Linked DNA regions of Mus musculus: regions 2, 3 and 4 are each linked to region 1. The links are chromatin contacts, called in public promoter capture Hi-C maps. All regions are on one chromosome and are shown on one strand. The core of a region is the stretch at or near the end of the contact, and the rest is flanking DNA. Distances in the headings are between cores, read along the strand shown. Region 1 holds the start of Atp1b2 (ATPase, Na+/K+ transporting, beta 2 polypeptide). Region 2 holds the start of Aurkb (aurora kinase B). Region 3 holds the start of Slc16a13 (solute carrier family 16 (monocarboxylic acid transporters), member 13). Region 4 holds the start of Pld2 (phospholipase D2).

The links. Promoter capture Hi-C pulls out the DNA fragments that hold promoters and counts their contacts. Capture Hi-C pulls out chosen DNA fragments and counts their contacts.
Region 2: a contact with region 1 is called in a promoter capture Hi-C map of liver. The contact joins the promoter of Aurkb here to the promoter of Atp1b2 in region 1. A contact is called at or near these places in 12 of 39 promoter capture datasets (cranial neural crest, embryonic stem cells, erythroid cells and 7 more), 2 of 115 datasets of contacts at active chromatin or transcription factors (bone marrow-derived macrophages and forebrain) and 1 of 9 other capture datasets (liver).
Region 3: a contact with region 1 is called in a promoter capture Hi-C map of hippocampal neurons, with 2.8 times the contacts expected there. The contact joins the promoter of Slc16a13 here to the promoter of Atp1b2 in region 1. A contact is called at or near these places in 6 of 39 promoter capture datasets (cranial neural crest, fetal liver, hippocampal neurons and 2 more).
Region 4: a contact with region 1 is called in a promoter capture Hi-C map of liver, with 2.2 times the contacts expected there. The contact joins the promoter of Pld2 here to the promoter of Atp1b2 in region 1. A contact is called at or near these places in 3 of 39 promoter capture datasets (liver and pre-B cells).

Annotation. Positions count from the first base shown.
Region 1 is chr11:69,604,592-69,607,736 of GRCm38.p6, reverse strand. It overlaps Atp1b2 (ATPase, Na+/K+ transporting, beta 2 polypeptide), which reads left to right and starts at 1,777. Exons shown (of 7, transcript NM_013415.6): 1 at 1,777-2,476. The coding sequence starts at 2,365.
Region 2 is chr11:69,044,288-69,047,559 of GRCm38.p6, reverse strand. It overlaps Aurkb (aurora kinase B), which reads right to left and starts at 1,923. Exons shown (of 8, transcript NM_011496.2): 1 at 1,552-1,923. The coding sequence starts at 1,599.
Region 3 is chr11:70,219,670-70,222,924 of GRCm38.p6, reverse strand. It overlaps Slc16a13 (solute carrier family 16 (monocarboxylic acid transporters), member 13), which reads left to right and starts at 1,931. Exons shown (of 4, transcript NM_172371.3): 1 at 1,931-2,446; 2 at 2,587-2,730. The coding sequence starts at 2,248.
Region 4 is chr11:70,538,865-70,542,323 of GRCm38.p6, reverse strand. Pld2 (phospholipase D2) reads right to left here and starts at 2,052. Exons shown (of 25, transcript NM_008876.3): 1 at 1,710-2,052; 2 at 1,370-1,479; 3 at 1,131-1,261; 4 at 885-1,027; 5 at 404-509; 6 at 258-323. The coding sequence starts at 1,478.

The sequences.
Region 1 (3,145 bases), core at 528-3,027:
ACATTATCCTCACACCTTCAGTTTGGGCTACTAGCATGGATTAACATATCTGGCTCTTCTTTCTGCTGCCTCCTCCTCCTCCTCCTCCTCCTCCTCCTCCTCTTCCTCCTCCTCCTCTTCCTCCTTCTTCTTCTGAGTTAGGGTCTTGTTATGCTGTCCTGAATGACCTTGAACTCCTGACCTCAATCAATCCTTTTACCCCAGGATCCCAGGTAGCTGAGTCCAGATATGGCCAGCATGCCTGGAAGATCCATTAAACTTAATTATGTCATTTCACAATGCTAGAATTACTTCCGTGATACTTGGAGTAAAATTGGAATTACAGTCAGACATAGTCATGAACACCTATAATTTCAGCAGAGGAAGGCAACCCTGGAGCTGGATATGGTGGTACACACCTGCAATCCCAGTATTCAGGAGTGGAAACCACCTTGGCTGCTTCAGACCAGTGTCCCAGACCAGCCTCAGATAAACAGGATCCTGTCTCAAGAAAAGAAAAATAAAAACCAACCAACCAACCAACCAAACAAACAAACAAAACACATTACTAGCATCACCGAGAGTAATAAAATATCATAGTGGCATATTTTTATAAACCCAGAATGTGGGGGGCAGAGGCAGGAGCATCTCTTCAAGGCTAGCCTTGTGTACAGGATCCACATGGTAGAAGAAAAAAACCAATTCCTCTAAGTATGGACTGTGGTGTTCCTGCCACAGAAAGAAATAAAGATAATGGCCTTCTTCCTCTTCCTCTTCCTCTTCCTCTTCCTCTTCCTCTTCCTCTTCCTCTCCTTCTCCTTCTCCTTCTCCTTCTCCTTCTCCTTCGATTTATTTATTATTATATGTAAGTACACTGTAGCTGTCTTCAGACACACAAGGTCAGATCTCATTATGGATGGTTGTGAGCCACCATGTGGTTGTTGGGATTTGAACTCAGGACCTTCAGAAGAGCAGTCAGTGCTCTTAACTGCTGAGCCATCTCTCCAGCCTGCCCCTCTTCTTCTTAAGCTATTGGGCTGCAACATCACTCCAAGGGAACCCAGGTTCCAGAGCTGGGGCATCAGGTGTAGGTGCTCCAGCAAGCGTGGGCTGGAGATCAGACCTGGTGGGGAGGGGCGGCTGGAAGGCAGGACCCATGCAGACCTGGCTGTAGATCAGGGACACAGGGAAATTTTGGGGCTCAAACAAGTTTGGAAAGATGGCAGGGACCCTGGTCATGGAGAACAGGTAGGTTGGACAAAGGAGCCAGTGGAACCGAGAAGAAGGGCGTCCTGTGGTGGCTTCTATCCCTCTCTATGTTCTAGTTTCTAGGCTCTTTCTTGGTGTCTGGCGCTTGCTTTTCTTTATTCCTCTCACATTCAGCCCTCTGTTCCGGAGGCTTTCGAAGTAACTCTATCTTAGTCTCTTTTTAAATTCCCTGCCCCGGGCCCCCCACTTTTGAGTACGTATCAGCTCGTCTTTCAGTTTGAGCCTCTCAGGAGGTGTTCTCTTCTTTAGGTCTACCCAGACTCTCACCCTCTTGTCTTCTTTTCCAATCTTGTTTCAGTACTGTACCTGGGGTCTGGGGTAGGAAGAACCCGCTAGGACCAAAAAAAAAAAAAAAAAAAAAAAAAAAAAAGGCGCCAGGGGGCGGGTCCAATCCATCTTCATTTGCATATGTATGAGGTCTCCTGAGCGAGCAACGAAGAGGCGGGGTTCCTGAGGGGTGGGTGGGAAGGGGGCGGACACCCTCAGAGTCACAGACTATAAAGACTGTGCGCAGGGTTCGCGCTCCCCGCACTGCTGAGGAGCGGAGCCTCCGATTGGGGGGCCCCTATCCTTGTCTTTCCCCCACAACTGCTTGTCCCCGCCCCAGCTCCCACTGGCTGGGCCAACTGTGGTGTGGCTGTCGCCGTTTGTCGGAGGAGCCTTAATCGGCCACCTGCCGCGTTCTACAGCCTCTTTGCATCTCGGATTTCGGGGCGGCTCCCTCCCCCATCTTTCCCTGCTTCTTTGCACCCCGCTTTTTCTGCGTTTCGCTCGAATTTTGGAGCCGTCTGGTTTTGCACCCCTTTTTGTTTTGCTTCTAGGCGGTGTGTGGGGTGAAGGTGCCTCGGCATCCCTTTCCCTGGTTATCTTTCCCTGTTTTGACAGCCCCCCTTTCTATCGCAGTCGGGGGGCCTAGCCTCGGTGCACCTTCGCCGCACTGCCAGCAGACCACAGTGCGTGGCTGTGCACCCCGGAATTTGCAGCAGCTGTATATCTGACTGGAGTCTCCCTGCCTCGCTCCCGCGCGCATTTGGTGCGTGGAGGGCTTCAGCGCGCGACGCCCCGGCTTCTCCGCAGCCCCCAGCAGCGCGCCGGGACTCGCCCCGTGCCTCCAAGATGGTCATCCAGAAAGAGAAGAAGAGCTGCGGGCAGGTGGTTGAGGAGTGGAAGGAGTTCGTGTGGAACCCGCGGACGCACCAGTTCATGGGGCGCACCGGGACCAGCTGGGGTACGCGGGGCTGGCGCGGGAAAGGTGGTAGCTGACCGCTCGGCGATGCCTTTGGGGCGCAGGGTCCCGCGGGCGTCGCCCCAGCTCCCCTGCCGGGTCCCTGGCGTCCAGCCCCCACTGTCGGGCTTTGGATCGGGAGGGGCCCCGAATCAGCGGTCTAATCTCTCTGACTGGCCGCTGCGGAGGCGGAGAAAGTAGGTCACTGCCGCCTGCCCGCCCCCCGCGGAGCCCCCTCGGGCGGGGGGTCGCGGGCTCTGCGCGCGTGTCCGTGCCACGGCGCTCCCGCTCCGGCTCAGGCCCTGCGGCTGCACACGGTCATCATCCCTCTCCCCGAAGAGTGCCCTAACTCTCCCTCTGGCTCTCACTAGCTAGCCAACCTCGTTTATTTTTAGCTCTCACCCACCCCCTTGGACCCTGGGAACATTCATGAGGAGGCGGATCTGGCAGGGGGGTCTTGGGAGGGGGGGTTCTTAACAGCGGAAGTTGTTTGTCTGTATTCCACCATTGGGCGTTTGGAGTCCTCTGTGGCTGCTTTGTGGGTGGGGGGCTGCCAGGAGGGATGGTATTTTTCCAGGCTTGAGGTTTTCAGATGTCAGAGGTGGAGGGAGTAATGGTCACTGTGCTGATATGGGTACATCCTCAGGCAGGGTGTTTACATGGGACTCAGAT
Region 2 (3,272 bases), core at 674-3,173, 560 kb after region 1:
GGGAGGCAGAGGCAGGGAGACCTCTGAGTTCTAGGCCAGACTGAGTTCCAGGATGGCCAGCGCTACTCAGTGAAACTGTCTTGAGAAAAACAAAAGTAACTTGCAAAAATAAAATGAATAAAAAGAATGAAACAACTTGAGAGCGTCCAGCACACATCCACAACCCCAGCACTAAGGAGGTGGAGGCTCCTGGTTAGGAGAAAGGCAGCCTGCAGCCTGAGCTAAAGAAGACCTTGTTTTGTTTTGTTTTTTGTTTTTTGAGACAGGGTTTCTCTGTGGAGCCCTGGCTGTCCTGGAACTCACTCTGTAGACCAGGCTGGCCTTGAACTCAGAGATCCACCTGCCTCTGCCTCCCAAGTGCTGGGATTAAATTAGTGCACCACCACCGCCGCCGCCCAGCTAGAAGACCTTGTTTTAACATCACCCTCCACAAAAATAATTAAAAAGCAAAGTAAATGAACGAATGACAAAACAACCCAAGGCAAGAGGCTACTACACCAATTCCCCTGACCCCAGCCCACCGCAGGCACATCACTGCCCAGTCTGGATAGTTCTAAACACATCACCCAGGCTTATGTAAGAGCCTGAGCTTGTGAAGTTGAAACAAAACTTCATCTCTTTCTAGGAACAGAACATAGGGATACTGATGGCTTTAGGGGTGTTGCAGGATATTTGACCACACTGTGACCCTCGGGGATGACAAATTAGGCCAGGAGAATAAAAGATATGTTTACACTTGGGTCACTTCACTTTCAAAGTTCTCTGAGTAATAGATATTTTCCTGTGATAGTAAATCAGGGTAAAAGTAACAGGACTGCACGCTTGTCAGTTTGACTCAGGGCTCCACAGAGGAGGAAGCTGGGACAAGGAAAGAGATAGACTGTCCAGGATGCTCAGGTCCCACCAACAGGGAACAGACTATATACAGTGAAGGGCTCTTCATCTGGGGGTGGCCACAGGATCCCATCATGTAGCCAAGTGCGTTACGGGTGTGCTGTATTACAGGTGTGCACCACCGTGCTTACTATCTCCAGTGTGGCGCACACGCACGCACATACACACAGCATTTCAAATCTACTTGGATTCTTACTTCCCACCGCTCAGTACGATACATTCCAAAGCTGGAGTGTAGTATGGATGGTACATCAAAACTTGGAAGCTCTGGGGTTTCATACCCAGGGCCGTACATAAATATTTAGATCATTCGGAACCTTTTAAACCGTAACCTTCTATTCTATAATCTATTTCCTGTGTAGTTAATTTTTTCAGACTCGAGAGTGAGATTCACGACCCGAAAGCACGATGATGTTTGCTCAGTCCCAACTATTATTGTACGTGACGAGCAGGCTCAGCTCTACGGAAGCCCTCAGATTCAGGTTGGCAACATCTGCTACGGTAAGACTGCAAGTGATCAGACTGAGTTTTGCAAGCAAATTCTTGAGGCCCACACGTCGGAAACGCTTAGAGTCCGGCCATTTGCAAGGCCAGCCTCTATCTTCATGGACTCTTCTTCCGGGGGACGTGGGGCGGGGAATGTGGCCAGGACCTTACCGTCTTTGAGCCGTAGGGCCACGGGTAGGCGTTCTCCTTCTGAGCCATTCTCCAGGGCGAGAGCGGGAGGGGAGCTGGACAGAGAGGGAAACAACAGCGAAGGCAAGAGATGCAGAGGCAGATCCCCGGGGAGTGCAAGCCTGGGCGGGCAGAAGGAAGCGAGTCAGCACGCAGCCAAGGTCGGGGGTACTCCTGCACCTCTCCTTCCAGGCGGATAGCGGGCACGTGGATCCGCCCAACGGAACCCGATCAGCCCCGTGGACCACTGCAGCCCCCGCAGTTCCCCGCAAAGCCGCAGCCTACGCCACTAGGCGCTCGCACACGGAGAACCGGTTTACCCCGCGACCCGGACGCTTTCGAATCTCCCGCTCTAGGTCCATTGGCTGAGCCGCCACTCAGCCCACTCTCATTGGCTACGTTTTTTGTGATGTAGTCATTGAAACAGAACGAAGGTGTGGCCTAAGAGGCTTCTTTTTACTAGTTTGAAACTGTGTCCCAAGATGTGCACGCTCCTTTTTCTAGTTATAAAAAATTAAATATTTAAATTGGGCGGTGGTGGGGCGCACGCCTTTAACCCCAGCACTCGGGAGGCCGAGGCACGTGGATTCGTGACTTCGAGACTAGCCTGGTCTACAAAGCGAGTTCCTGGTCAGCCAGAGTTACACAGAGATACCCTGGGGGGAGGTAGAAAATAATAATTATATATAAATAAAATATATAGAGTAAACATTAATATGACCGAGTTCTTTCCGAAGACCTTGGTTAAATTGTCTGGTTTCCACGAAAATTTAGATGCTACCCTTAATATGATCTTTGAAAATACAGTCTTTTTTCAGTATCTTTGGTGTATTGCCTTTACAATGCCCCATAATATTCAATTCAAGCAGATGCTTAGGTCTATTATATATACAGACATAATATTGTATATGACACAGTATTTGCATAGGGTCTGTAATTCTCTAGGCTTCATTGATTAATTCCTAGATCACCTAACTACCTAATACAATAAAAATACTGTGAGACAGCAGTAAGACCTAAGTTAGGGAATATGATGCCGGGAAAGTCTACTACTCAATACAGATGCAATCTTCTAGATGGGATGGGTAGAGGTGTAGGTTAGACAGACAGACAGACAGACAGACAGATAACAGTTGAATCTGTGGGTGTATAAATCATGAATTTGGAACTGCATTTCTGGGTTCTCTATCCTACCTGTCTGTTTTGTATTTGGTTTTTGTTTATTCAAGACAAGGTCTCTCTGTCCAGCCCAAGTTGGCCTTTAATTCAGCCCAGGCTGGCCTTGAATTTCTAATTATCTCACTGCACCACTGACAAGCCCAGTTCATTTCTTCCGTTTGTATTTTCTTAAGTATCCTGTTTTCCTAGGAAGAGCTTTCAGCCAGTGGCATGGTCTACATTCCTGGGCTAGGTACACTCAAAATCCACTCTCTTGCACATTTTTTGCTTATGTGTCCTTACTATTTTGTTCTTTAAAATCCTGCAAGGTTTCTGACAGTAGGCTTGTAATTTTAGCACTCTGGAGCCTGAGGCAGGAGGATTGCTAGGAGCTCCAGGCTACAGTGTGAGCTGTTTACTCCAAAAATATATATAAATTAAATCCATTTCCAATTCTATACGTTAGCAATTCCCGATGAATTAGCTCTTGGTTTTTCTTATATTCCTTGAGTCATGGTAGAGATGGCTTCTGCTGGCCAAGTCAC
Region 3 (3,255 bases), core at 682-3,181, 620 kb before region 1:
GGTTTAGGGAGGGGAGCTTACTTTTTTTTTTTTTCGAGACAGGGTTTCTCTGTGTAGCCCTGGCTGTCCTGGAACTCACTTTGTAGACCAGGCTGGTCTTGAACTCAGAAATCCACCTGCCTCTGCCTCCCGAGTGCTGGGATTAAAGGTGTGTGCCACCATGACCAGCGGGAGCTTTTCATTGTATATATCTAATTACCTAATTTATTGCTGTGCATGCATGTGTGGCGTGTGTACGTGTGGAGGTGAGAGGACAACTCTATGAAGTCACTCTCCACTCTCCAGGGAGTTTCAGGGATTGAACTCGAGGCATCAGCTCTGCTTCGCCTGCTCTGCCATCGCTCTAGCCCCTCTTTGGGCTTCTGAGGCAGTCTTGTATGTAGCTCAGGCTGGTTTCAAACTCGACTCTGCCTCCTAAGCACCAGAGTAACAGGAACATGCCAACACAGCCAAGTTCCTTAAGATCGGATCTCACTAAATTGCCCAGATTAGCCTTTACCTCAGTCTGAAGTCCCAGCATGCCTTAAGCTTGCTACCCTCTTAGCCCGGTCTCAATAGCTGGGGTTGCAGACAGGCCTTATGTGTAGTGTTTTGCCTACATGTATTTAAGTGACCCAGATGGGTACATGCCTGTGGAGGCCAGAAGAAGGTGTCAGATCCCCTGGAACAGTGCGGGAGCTGACAAGACCTGAACCTTGTTCCTCTGAAAGAACAACAGCAAGTGCTCTTAACTGCTGAGCCATCCCTCCAGCCCCTACAGTGTGATTTCTTAAAAGCATAACTTCTTATACCATCCCCCTCTCGTTTGCCTCTTTCCCCATTGTTCTGCATATGAATTCCCAGCCCAAGGTTTCAAAGGTCAGAGTCCTGGGGAGCCTGAGGTACCATAAAAGAAAAGCCCAAGTCTTTGCTCTCAGGAGGTGAGGGGGCAGTGCCTCTAGAGCTCTGGTTAGATAAGAGGCTGACTGCTCCAGAGACCAGGGTCATAGCTTGCCTCTCTCAAGGTGTTCAGCATAAGATAAAAAACAAAACAACTGGTTAGGAAGTGGCCAGTACTAGAAGGCTAAGAGAAAGCTTCCAGCACTGCTGAGGAAAAAGTAGGTGGTAATGGGGGACTCTGGTGGTGTGACAGCCGCCCTTCCTCTTCTCAGTTATTTTTGGTCTCAGTGACCTGCTAGTTTCCTGCTAGTGGGGTCGGAAACGGCAGGAAAATAATTCTCATTACAGAAACGAATGCCAGGACTCCGGGTCGTCACCGGTCCTCGTTCCCCGCCTCCCCGCTTTATAACAGCAATACTGGGAATTGAACCAGGACCAGTTCAATGGGTCCTGTAACCCCCCTTTTAATTATGTAAAAAACAAAAACACAAAGAAAAACAAAATTGAGACGGAGTCTAGCTAAATTGCCCACGTTGACCATGAGCTTGCCTCTGCCTCCCGAGCAGCTAGGATCACAGTCTGCGCGTTCCTGTCTTCCCTCTTCCTCCGCCGCCCTCGGCTCAGCCGTCTAGAATTTTCAGGGCTTTTCTAGTCGTCCCAGGTGCTCTGTCAGTTTGACTCTTACCTCATAACCTGTCCCTTCATACCCACGCTGCATGGCAATTTTTGGATCCCTCACTAAGCAAGTGAGTTTCTGCCTGGCCAGGACCAGTTTATCCACAACCAGCCCTTTGATGCAAGTCTGGAAATGTGATTGCAGAACCGCAGAACCCTCAGGGTTAGGTCCCTTGTCACGTGGGACCTATCTTCCTCATGCCCCTCCCTACGCATGCGCCCCTCTCTCACTGCAGGTCCTGAACAATGCTGTAAACCCCGCCCAGCCCCTCCAGATCCACCCCCTGCTCTGGAGACCTGCATCCTAATTGGCGAACCAAGTGTTGGATGTTGGCCCACTTAGGCAGGTGTTAAATCCTCAAAGATAACATAATCCACAACCAGACTACCTCTCGTTAGGGTTGTGGCCCGAACCTGGTTTTATTTTCTGACCACTAAAGAAATCATCTGGCTGGAGTCTGGATCTCAGCTGCGGTCTAACCCGGCCCTGTGTCGGTGGCAGGTCCCGGTTTATAGGGCCTCCTTCCTCTTGGGGAAAGGCGCAGGCGCCACATGCTTTATCAGTAACTTCCTAGCTACCAGCCCCAGCTTAGCGCTGAGCGTCCTGCAGGGTAGGTGGGAGGGCCAAAGTGAGCGATTTAAAGCCCAGATCAGGCAGGGGCTCTTAGGAGTTGCCCCTTTGTTCCTTTCGGAATGGTGCGCAGGGCTGAGCCCCCCGACGGGGGCTGGGGATGGATGGTGGTGCTCTCAGCGTTCTTCCAGTCGGCGCTCGTGTTTGGGGTACTCCGTTCCTTCGGTGTCTTCTTCGTGGAATTTGTGGCGGCGTTTGAGGAGCAGGCAGCCAGAGTCTCCTGGATCGCTTCCATAGGGATCGCGGTGCAGCAGTTTGGGAGTGAGTGCGGCGTCCGGGTGCGGTGGCCTGCCACCCTCGGAGAAAAGAGGGAATTTGGGGACCAGAAAGGGGAAAGGGTCGGGAGGATGCTGAGGGAGGGTGGCGGAGACCACCTCGCAGAACCCATTCCAATTCCCTAGGCCCAATAGGCAGTGCCCTGAGCACGAAGCTGGGGCCCAGGCCTGTGGTGATGACTGGGGGCATCTTGGCTGCGCTGGGGATGCTGCTTGCTTCATTTGCTACCTCCTTGACCCACCTATACCTGAGTATTGGGCTGCTGTCAGGTGAGACCCTGGGCAAGGGCAGAAGTCTAAGGCCTGTATCTCAAGCTTCTGGGTTTTTCACCTTCTTCCACCTCTTTCCAAAAAGGCTCAGGGAGAACCTATGCCCTGAAGGGAATTCTTAAACTGAATGACTAAGTCAGAGATAATCCAGAAAACACAAGCCCAAACCCATCGGACTGGAGGGTAGAAGGGAGGTTGTTATTAAGATTGCGCTAGGTAGAGACCGAAATAGATATCATTGCTTACTTAAAAAATTAATAGTGACGCTTTCGATGCTTACATACCCGGGCAATGGAAGATTAATGTAGCCAAAAACAGTAGAGATGGGGCTCTTATTCCAAAGTTCTGTGTTAGGTACTTTAGGAACACTATCTTTTGTCTTCCCAGATCCCATAGAGCAGCGGTTCTCAACACGTAGGTAGCGATCCCGTTGGGAGAGTTGCTCAATTCTTTCATGGGGGGGGGGGGTGGTCACATAGCAGATGCTCTGACTTCAGATATTTTCATTACGATTCGTAACAGTAG
Region 4 (3,459 bases), core at 803-3,302, 930 kb before region 1:
TTGTTGTTAAGAATAAAAACAGGTGGGCTAGAGAGATGGCTCAGCAGTTAAGAGCACTGACTGCTCTTCCAGAGATCCTGAGTTCAAATCCCAGCAACCACATGGTGGCTCACAACCATCCCTAATGAGATCTGAAGCCCTCTTCTGGAGTGTCTGAAGACAGCTACAGTGTACTTACATATAATAAATAAATCTTTAATTAAAAAATAAAAACAGGAGGGAGAGAGAAGGATCCACCCAGGCATCCAGGACCTTACCATGGCGTGGTAATTGCGATAGAAAGACATGGTCAGGAGGCGGTTGAGGTAATTTTCCAAGTATTTCTGAAGGGAGACGGAAAAGAAACAGATGTAGCCAGAACCTTTTGCATACTGCACACCTTGCTACAGGACCTGCTGCATACCTGTTTGCTGGCTGTGTGTCTGGCAGAGCCCTCAGAACCTCCTCGGGGTAGGGAGGGTATATCCTCGGCGGCTGCCTCTCGGGCTGGAGAATGGGTCACAGCAAAGCTACAGAGATGAGAGAAGACTCAAGAAGGAGCTGGAGACGGGGCCTTGGAGGAAGAAAGGCTAGCAGAAGAAAGAAAGAAAGAAGAAAGGCAGAAGAAAGAAAGGGTCTCTGTCCTGGGAATGGAGACAACTGGGAGGAGGGGGTTGCTAAGGACAATTCTGGGCATCCAGCCTGGCTAAAATATTGGCACAGTACTATGGAGGAGATCCAAGCAGGGAAAGTTTCCTGGGAACCAGGGACAAGGGAGGGGGCACGGCACAGAGCTGAGGAAGGAAAATGCCCAGGGGATAAGAGTCAGACAGACAGGAGTGAGTGAGGCTGCCATGGGGTGAGAAGTACCTGCCTTTCACGGGAAGCAACCGAGTTCTACTCACCGAGCCAAAGGGAGCAGACTCATCAAGACTTTGTGTCTCTGGAGGTCCCGATGCAGCTCCTGAAAGTGTCGGAACTTCTTCTTGGTTGTCCAGGTAAAGTCACCATGCGTCAAGCGAACAGAATATAGAGTACAGGTTCCCACCTGGGGATATGAAAATCTAAAATATGTCTTCTGGCCCAACCCAGGCCTCCACTTGGGCCAGGACTCCCTCTCTCGCCTTCCCTGGTATCCGCTGGTGACTGACCTTGGATCCGCTGGTGTATCTTTCGGTGCCCACCACCTGGGCTATAACAGGGACCCCAGGGGCGAACACCAAGGGGTGTGCTTTCAGAGGCTGAAGGTCATAGATGGCCAGATAGGGATGCATTCGATCAGCTGGGAGGGGAAAAAAGCAAAACAAAAACAAAACAACCCAAGGGTGTAAAGATCTCAGGAGGCCTCAGATCCCTATCTCCCCTCTCTGGGAGCCATCTCCCTCTATACCTGGATCCTCTCCTTCCCTCAGAGTGTCAACCTCATCTGGCTCCATGTGCAACTGGCTGGAGTTCAGATAGTCCCCATAGGGAAAGAGGTTCTTCTGGGTTACAGTCATCCTAGGAATATGAGGAAGCCTCAGGAAGGGACTCGCCCTACAGAAACACCCCTTCCCCATCCAACGCCCCCGGTCGGTCCTCTCCCGTCTTACTCAGTGACTCTCAACGTCTAGGGTTGTAGACCGACGCCCCTCTAACACCCACCCCTGCAACCTCCATTCCCTCCCCCAGCCTTCAACCAGAGCCTCTCAGCCCCGCTTCTCATTCCAAATTCAGGTCCAAAAAAGCACCTAGCTAAGGTGGGATGGCCTCGAACTGGGGCGAGGTTAAGTCCAAGGGAGGAGCCCTGGTGACAGCGAGGCTCGAAGTCAGGTCAGACTGGCTGGAAGCAAGGGTCCGGGCGGGAATGAGGAAGTTGCGCGCTCCCCGCCCAGGAGAGAGATCCCGAAATCTGGACGAGCGGCTGAGTCAGAAGGCCGTTGCAGCTCCAGCCCGACAGCGTCCCCGCCCGGTTCCCGGGGCTCCGGACCTCAGCCGCGCCACGTCCCGGGCCCCCGCACCCTGGATGCGGACCCCGGCGCCCGTGCGGGTTCGCAAGCAGGCAGAACTCAGCCAGGAGCCTACACCCCAGAGGGCCGGGGCGGGGCCGGGGTTCAGAGCCTGCCCTCGGGGGGCGGGAAGGCCCCCAGGGCTCACCTCCACGACTGTCGCGTCGACTGGGTCCCGCCCCCGCCGTCCTCTGCCCGCCCTGCGTTAGAGACGCCCGGGCCCGGGCCGCCCACTCCGGAGGCCGCCCACTCCCCAGGGCTGTCTTCTTCCTCCAGCTGCCCTCGGGGCACCTGCTGGCTATGTCCAGCACCCCCCAGTGTGCGATCCACGTAGTGCACATTCCTCTACTGCGCGCGCGCGCGCGCGCGGCCATTGGGTAGTCTGGTCCCCAGCACTGCCTGGAATCCGGGCAGAACGGCCTGGGTTGCGAGGACCTGCAGATGTCCCCTTGGTGGGCCCGGTACAGATAGCCTTTGTTGATGGAAGGTAATAAGAGCATAAAAAGCCGAGTGACTGCCAAGTTCGTTGCTGTATGAGAAATCGCATTCTTCATTCTTGAAACGCTCTTTTAACGCAGGAGTGATTAGCCCGACACTGAGCGACAATAACAGACCAATTTCGGAACCTGGAACCTAATCGCCTGTAAATTTCAGTCTGGAAAAAACTTTTTTTCCCCAGATCCTAAAGGCTGTCCTTTTTTTCCCTTCCAAATTTCCGCTGAATCATCATTTGAATTGTTTTAGGTTTTGTTCACTGGAAATGAACCTCCAATAAACATTTATGTGCCAGTCATTTTTGTGGACTTATTATTTTAATTCCTCTTCTGTAAACAACTAGAGTGGAACTACTGGGTCATATAAGTGTATGTTTAACTTACTGTTTGCTGTCGAGGTCTGGGCTTGGCAGTTTGTAGCTCAGCAGCACAGAGAATTGGAGAGAGTATTGTGAAGCTTGGGCATTGAGACCAGCTGAGGCTACACAGCAAAACACTGCTGAAAAAACAAACCCCGGGGCTGGAGAGATGGCTCTGTGCATGAGCTGAGGACCTGAGTCTGATTCCTAGCACCCACATGGCTGCTCACCAAGCAGTCCCCAGGGGATCTGATGTTCTCTTCTTGCCTCTGTGGCCACTGCACACACAAAACATTTATACACACAAAGCCAAAATAGAGAAAACAATTAAATACAAAAACTTTCCAAAATGGCTCTTCTATTTTATATTTCTAAAAACCAGTGTATGGTACTTCTGTTGTAGCTGCTCCATAGCACGGTGCACATTCAATTCCATAGATCCTTCCTGTTATCCATTAGAGTGGTCTGAAAGGTTTACCACTGCAGTCTTAATTGTACATCTCTGAATATTAACAGCGTTAACTGTATTTCCTATTGTCTTAGTTAGGGTTTTACTGCTGTGAACAGACACCATGAAAGGCAACCCTCATAAGGACAACATTTAATTGGGGCTGGCTTACAGGTTCTGAGGTTCATTAT